Regions from separate parts of the Mus musculus genome. Here region 2 is linked to region 1. Evidence: chromatin contacts called from public HiChIP or PLAC-seq data. All regions are on one chromosome and are shown on one strand. Each heading gives the region's core, a stretch centred on a gene start, on an enhancer-like site or on the middle of the called end of the contact. The rest is flanking DNA. Distances are from core to core; before and after follow the strand shown.

Evidence for each region. HiChIP or PLAC-seq counts read pairs in DNA pulled down with a chosen protein or histone mark.
Region 2: a contact with region 1 is called in an H3K27ac HiChIP or PLAC-seq map of extraembryonic endoderm stem cells. The contact joins two enhancer-like sites. A contact is called at or near these places in 4 of 484 Hi-C or Micro-C datasets (cortical neurons, embryonic stem cells and stem cell-derived neural progenitor cells) and 3 of 115 datasets of contacts at active chromatin or transcription factors (extraembryonic endoderm stem cells, stem cell-derived neural progenitor cells and trophoblast stem cells).

What each region holds. Positions count from the first base shown.
Region 1 is chr4:104,937,687-104,941,302 of GRCm38.p6, forward strand. All of the region lies in intron 1 of Fyb2 (FYN binding protein 2), which reads left to right. Among named protein-coding and RNA genes, the nearest start is that of Fyb2, 26 kb to the left of the region's middle. Within about 2 kb of position 1,800, at least 6 of the 459 cell types and tissues checked have an H3K27ac peak or open chromatin away from gene starts, as enhancers often do. A contact at or near this core is called in extraembryonic endoderm stem cells, where this site is marked.
Region 2 is chr4:105,117,283-105,120,898 of GRCm38.p6, forward strand. No RefSeq gene overlaps it. Among named protein-coding and RNA genes, the nearest start is that of Prkaa2, 9.2 kb to the left of the region's middle. Within about 2 kb of position 1,814, at least 4 of the 459 cell types and tissues checked have an H3K27ac peak or open chromatin away from gene starts, as enhancers often do. A contact at or near this core is called in extraembryonic endoderm stem cells, where this site is marked.

The sequences.
Region 1 (3,616 bases), core at 550-3,049:
CTATAAGAAACCAGGCTGAGCAAGCTATGAGAAGCAAGCCAGTAAGCAGCACTCCTCCATGGTCTCTGCATCAGCTCCTGTCTGCAGTTTCCTGCTCTGTTTGATTCCCTGCCTGATTTCCTTTGGTAATGGACTGTAATATGGAAGTGAGATAAACCCTCCGCAAGTTGCTTTTGGTTATGGCGTTTTGTCATGGCGATAGCAACCCTAACTAACACAGCGCATTATCTGATTAATAGTGCAGGGGGAAATGCCAGCTTTGGAAAAGAGAGTGAAAAACTTGTTATGGAAATATATTATAGAATCATTGAGTCACCGAAGGCTTGTTCGAGTGAAGCTAATTGCCAGTGGGAAAATAAGTGCAAAAATATCAGCTGAAGCCGATGGCCACTGGACTAACTGCTAGGTATTATCTACAGCCACTGCTGCCATTTTTGTTCCTGGCACAGCCTGATTGCCTTGTTCTCCTTCATCCAGCCTTGAAGAATTTCCTGGGAAATGAATAGGAACCCCTCCATAATGCCCCGCCCACATCTCCCAAGTGCAGCAAGCTTTTAAGATGACTGATTTGTCATAACTGCCTTGGTATCAGAAGCCTACCAGAGGCATCCCAAGACAGTGCCTGGTCAATGTGTCTCATGTGGTACCTTAGGCGAGCACTCATTTTTTGTTTTGTTTTGTTTGTTTGTTTTTTAGGGAAACAGTGGCATGTCTGAGCACATAGCATGCTACTGCAGTAGAAACCCTGACTAAGGCAGGATTCCCAGCAACTTCCCAAAGATAGAGAAATGAAGCAGGTTCTGGGACTCGTAAGACCTGAATGGGCAGGGTTTGATGAGGAAAAAGTTGGTCATTAGTATTCATTTGGGGCACTGGAAAGAGGATTATTTATATTGCTATGAAAATACTATTAGGACCTTTGAATTCCAGTTCCAGTGTTTGTCTGATTTCTGATGAATGAACAGAAAGGCTTTCTCAAAGAAAAGTCTGTAGATATAGACTAAGGATTGTTGTTTCTGTCCTCTGAAAGGCTTTGCATCAAAACACCTGCGAAAGCAACCAAGGTCATGTCTTCCTCAAAGGCTCAGAAGACCCTCAGTGAGCATGGCTTTCTTCTTCCATCACTTCTGCAACGTTCTGGTTGCTCTGATCTGCCTCCCTTGAAAATGTAAAGGACCTGCATGCCCCCTGCTTTTGTTTATGCTGTCCCATGCACCCAGAATGGCTTCAGAGCCTCCCCTTCAGTGAAAATATTTCATCTCCCTTCCTGTGGGCTTCACCATACTTAGTCGTGTGTGTGTGTGTGTGTGTGTGTGTGTGTGTGTGTGTATGCACACATTCACATGTCTGTTTCTGCCTGTCTGTGTATGTGTTTGTGTTTCTTCTGCCTGTCTGTCTTCCTGTCTCTGTGCTTGTCTATGAGTCTGCCTGCCTGTCTGTCTATGTGTGTGTTTGCACACGTGCGCAAGTACACGCTCATATGTCTGTGTCTCTGTGTCTGCCTGCCTGTCTGTGTATGTGTCTTTGATTCTGCCTGTCTGACTGCCTATTTCTGTGTGTCTGCTAGTCTGTCTGTGTGCTTGTCTGTGTTTCTGCTTGCCTTCCTGTCTCTGTGTGTGCATCTATGTATGTGTGTGTATGTGTGTGTGTGTGTGTGTGCGCGTGTGTGAGTGCAGATATGGGGGTTGGAAGACAACTCACAGGAATCCGTTCTCCCCACCTTGTAATTCTGTCGGTTGGCAAACAACATGCTAGTTAGTTTGGAGGATTCTGGGAGATTCTCCCGTCTCTGTTTCCTGCCTTGCTGGGGGAGTGCTGGGATTATGGATTCAAGCCACCTTACTTGACTGTGTGAGTTCGTCAGGTTGAACTCAGGCAACCAGACTTTCAAAGCAAGGACTTTTACCCACTGAGCCACCTCAGGGCCCCAAACTGATCCATGATGCCACTACATATTTATTGGCAAAACATTCAACCTTGTGGTTAGATGGCTGTTTCCATAACCACCTTCACTGAAGGAACAGTCGCTGAGTGTTTAGGGTTGCTCGACTTAGCAGGCCCAGCTATCAGCTGAAGATAACAGAGGTGGATAGAATGCCTGCATTGTGAGAAAATGGAAAGGCTCGGAGAGCCAGTGGGCAGTTGAGATAAGTTAGAAGGTGATAAGCAAGCAGAACTGACCCAGATCAGTGCCTGGAGGCACATGACCACCGGGGGACGCTTGGTGGCTGTCTTCCTGTCTTTATGGGTGGAGACATGACAAGAGAGGAGTTTGACCTGTAGCTCCAGAAGTTCTAGAGTCCTTCCTTAAAGCATATGGGGAGTACCCCATAGGATGCAGATATCTGCGGACATAGGCTACACTTGTCAACCCTTATACCCACATCAGGGGCTTTAACTTTCAGGTTGAATCTGTTCCCAGGGCAGGCGAGGGGGCATCAGACTGCTTTGTGCTGTCTTTAGCCTTTCCTAGTGGTCTTAGGTATTAATCCCTGGTTCCAGGAATACAGGCAGTCTTCCTACTGTCCAGCTCTTGGATTCATGGAAGGTGACTGTCTACATGCTATTTTGAAGATGTTTCTATGTTAGTTAGCATTGGCAGCTATGGTTACCCCTATTACTAGAGCATAATTTCTTGGCTTCTGTGGCCTTCCCGGTGCTAGTGTACTGATAGACTCAGGGGTGAACGTGAGCCCCAAAGCCAGGCTGCATGAATCAAATTCCTGGTTTGACCTGTGACCTGGAGGGAGGGATGCACTTAGGCTTTCTGTGCTTGGTTTCTGTCTGCACCTGGGAATCCAACGGAGGTGAACAGGAATTCAGATCAGTGTGTGCCACAGGGACATGTGGGAGAAGTATTTGCCTCTTGTGTCACCACTACCATTAACTCTTCGTGATTTTATAAAATAAAAAGTGAATGAGAGACACCTGTTGTTCTCCAAGTTTGGCTAAATGGAGACCTCATAACATCACATGCAGGGAACTGGCCTTAGAAGTGTTTGACCCTGGCGGCCTCATCCTTCTGAAGTGGCACTTACTTTGTTGATGGTGTCTGGTCGCCCCTCCTTTCCATCTTGGAGATAAGCCTGTTCTGTTTAGGGGACACTACACCTTTCATCTTTGATTGTTCCCACAATAGCACAGGCTTGGCTTTGCCGTGTGCTTACCAAATGAAGCTCACCTGGTCCATCCAGAGCGGAAGTGCCCCGGATTGTTTCCAAAGCTATTTTCAGTGCAGTCTGCTGACATTAGAGGGGGTTGATTGTTTCTGTGGATGCTCAAAGCTGACCTCAGAAAGATGGTGCAAGGGAACGTTAAACGTCTACAATTCCCATTCATGGACCGTATGGACCTGCTAACCTTTCCAAGTGTGCATTCTCTGGTTCATCTATTCACCACAGACTTTGTGAACCACTGGACGAGGCTGAGATAAGTAAGACTCTGTTATCATCTAGACTCTGAAAGGCTTGTAAATCTCCATTGATTTGCCACATTTTTATTGAGCAGCAATTCCATTTTGGTGAGAAACCAGGAAGTCTGCTGGGAAGGGGCCGCAGTGATGTCAGACTAACAGGATGGGGCTTAGGGAGGGTCTCAGCTGATTGGGAAATGCACT
Region 2 (3,616 bases), core at 564-3,063, 180 kb after region 1:
TGACCTCAAATGGGTATTAATGCTTCGACTGTTAGTTCAATCCTGTTAGCCTTAAGCACAAAGCTTTAGATGATTAATTAGTGCAAACAAGATAAATTAGGTAATTCCAAATGTTTTTATAAATAACAAAATATTTCTCCGTCTAAGGAAAAAGACTTTAAAGCTTTGCCAGAGAACTCAGTTTTCAAATTGAACTCTGGTATTTGAAGGTTCTTAATTCTCAAGTCTCAGGTTTTGTATTAGCCTTAAAACTTTCACTAATGAATGTTGAATAGCTGTTTTTAAAATACCGTTGTGTTTAAAGTGCTATGGAACTATCTATCAAACCAACTTAAATCCCCAGGCTCTGTGAGTGCACTGCTCCTTTGTTCTAGACAACATTTCTTCTTTAGTGACATTGAGTGGCCAGCAAGCATCTCAGTGCATTCACTGGTGGTGAAGTAAGGAGAAAGCCAGGCGCTGCCCTTTCCTTATTTTCACTCAGAATGGTAGCATCTGTTGAAGAAAGCCCAGACCTTCACTGGAGACAGGAAAGCAGCCCTTACTTAATACTCTTATAATAGGTATAGGGGTGGTTACTGTGGGGGTTAATGGAAGAAAAGAGATTGAAATCAACTCCCAAAAGGTCTCTGTCTACACAGGTGGGGTGTATTGTTAGATGGAATACTGCTAATCAACTAGGGAAATTCCTTGCTAAACTGATATAAGATTTTCTGGTGACAGCATGGCATGTGATCAGACATTACCTGGAAGAGAGGGAGTGGAGGGTAAGGGATTTGATTAGATAGTGGGGTTGAGCATTCTTGTTACAACTGGCCTCTTAAGGACATGCCCAACAATGAGGCCCAACTGGACTCTGATAAGCAAGTGTTTGTCACATTCTAGCAGTCTCCTGCTAGAATCAGCCAACCATAAAAGACAATGTAATGCTAGTGGTGGGTGCTGCCTGGAAACCCAAAGCTAAGTCAATAATCTCAGAGAGAAGAGGAAGAGACTGACCAAGCACTTGTACTTAGTTGTCAGAGAAAGTCTGGGAATGCAGCATTTGAGAATCATGTAAAGGGAGACTTATATGAATGAAGGCACTTCTGGAATGTTATGGATAAATCCATCTCAGACAGAAGGAACAGCAAGTTCACAACACACAGCATATACCAGACGACCGGAGAGAAAGCTCGTCCAGAGCTTAGATATGATTCATTAGCACAAACATGAAAGAGGGTCGAGAAGTTCACAGTTAGAAGGGATGCATCAGGAGACGTTCAAACAGGAGAATGACACGATGATGTGACTAATGTAAAGGGTCCGTTGGTGTGTTTATGTGGAAAACTGTCTAAGCAGTGAGAGCAATGATACAAGAATTGATGCAAGGCTGTTGTAGACCAGATGAGAGCTGATATAGGTTTACTGGGATGGTCTAGTGCAGATGAAGAAAGGCACTAAAATACAGTAGAAAGACTGAAGATAGTACATAAGGTTGCTGGTGGCTGAATGAAATGTATAAAGATCAAAAAGAGAAGAACCAAAAACTTGGCTCTCAGGGGCTTGAACCTAAGGCCTCCTCTACTGGGCAGCCTCTCTTCCATGTCTATAGCTCAACTGAATGTTTTTCCTTTTGATTTTACAAAAGGGATATAATTTTTTTTTCTGAAAAATTAGGGATGGGAAGGGAATTGTTAGATGACAAACTTCTGCTTCAACTGTGGTAAGTTCATAATGCCTTATAGGAATCCAGCAAGGCTTGTGGTCAACCGCAAAAGGGCACAATGGAGAGGAAGGTCTATCTAATCTCAAAATGTAAGTACATGTTCACTTTTTTCTCAGTACTCTGACGAGGTAGCTGATAATAGCAACTTAAGGAAAGGTTTGTCTTAGCTCACAGTTGAGGGTGTGGTTCATTATTCTGCAGAAAGGTGAGGCAGCTTGTTAGACTGCATCCACACTTGGGAGGTATTGGGGGGATGAGGGTAGACTCCCTCTTTCCTTTTCCATGGAACAGTGCTACCCACATTTAGGATGAATCTTCACACTTCAGTTAACTTGGTCTAGAAATTCCTTTACAAATAAGCCCAGATGTTTGCCTCTTTGGTGATTCTAGATCCTGTCAAGTGGACAATAGTAACCATGACGGCGTTTCAGAATCATCCACCTTTATACGCAGGACTAGAGTTCAGTCTTGGATTTACTTTGGAAGTGAATATAGAGAGCAAAGGAAGAGATAGCAGGATTTATTTATTCCAGATTTGGAGACATGGAAAAGAAGAGGTGCCATCGAAGGTCTCTAAGGAATGCCCACTGAGTTAGGTGGAAACTTAAGATGTGTTACCAGTTATTTCAAGACACTGTTATCTACTCTATCTAATGCAGCCAAGATATCAGAGGTCAAGATAATGGAGAGTTTCTAATGGGTTTGATGACTTTGACAAACCACAAGGAAAGTAATGAAGATGAACTTGTAAGTGAAATTAGTTTCTGGAAAAAAGGGAAGAAGTATATCTATTAAGTTGGCTATGAAAAGGAGCAGAGATGTATTTGAGGTGTGGGTATTCCTGCCTCTGTGTGTGTGTGTGTCACACATACACCCTGCACTCATTTGTGCATGCATGGTGCATGTGTGGATGTGGGAAGAGTGTTGGTCCTTGTCTTCCATCTTGTCGGAGGCAAGGTCTTTGGTTGTTTTCCCACTGCACATGCCAGGCTAGCTGGCCCGTGAGCTTCTGGGATTCTCTTGTCTCTGCCTCATCTTCCTATGGGAATGCTGGGATTGCAGGTGTTTGTACTTTGCATCTGGCTCTTTTTTTTTTTTTTTTTTTTTTTTTTTTTAAAGGTTGGGTCTGAGAACAGGAACATAGTCCTCATGCTTAGGCAGCAAGTACTTTTACCCAGGGAGCCATCTCCCCAGCTCCACATATTTGAATTCAACTATGAAGACAGTAGCAATAGCAAATAAATAAGTGGAGACAAAGAGAGTTCTTGTTTGATTTTGTTTTTTTAAGATGAAGAAAACTATAGCATGTTGGTATGCTGATGGGCTTGCCCAAGCTGAAAGGGAAACCTGCTAATGTATAAAAGAGTGAGTAACCTGAGAACAGGTAGCAATCCTCTCAGTGTGACAGCCCTCCCGGGCTTCATCACTCTACTCTCCAGGAAACTGCACTCCAGTGAAAACCGTGTGTAGTCAGTAAATTTAAAAACTGAACTAAGCGCTATGCCAAGTGCCTGGGAAGGACCGACTACACAGTGCAGAGCAATGCATTAGAGGCTCTTGCTCTCCATCAGGGATCGAATGATGAGAACTCATTCTAGTGGAAGCCTCTATAAGGAAGGAGGCGAAGGGGATGGAACTGAGAAATAAAGAGGATAAACAGAAACTGATGAATACTTATGGGTAAGGGGAAAATGGCTTTCTGGCTCAGTAGTGCAGGAGGATGGATCACATGAAGCACGTTTTGTAGCTTATCACTCCCTTCCCCAAACGTGTTCAAAGACTTTATGTTACCTAAAGATTAACATGCAAAGATAGGTAGCCTAGTCTAGGCACCTCTTAAATCAATCGTCTGGGTGTGCTTTTTATTTTATTTTATTTTATTTTACTTTACATACTTCCTTAGAATTC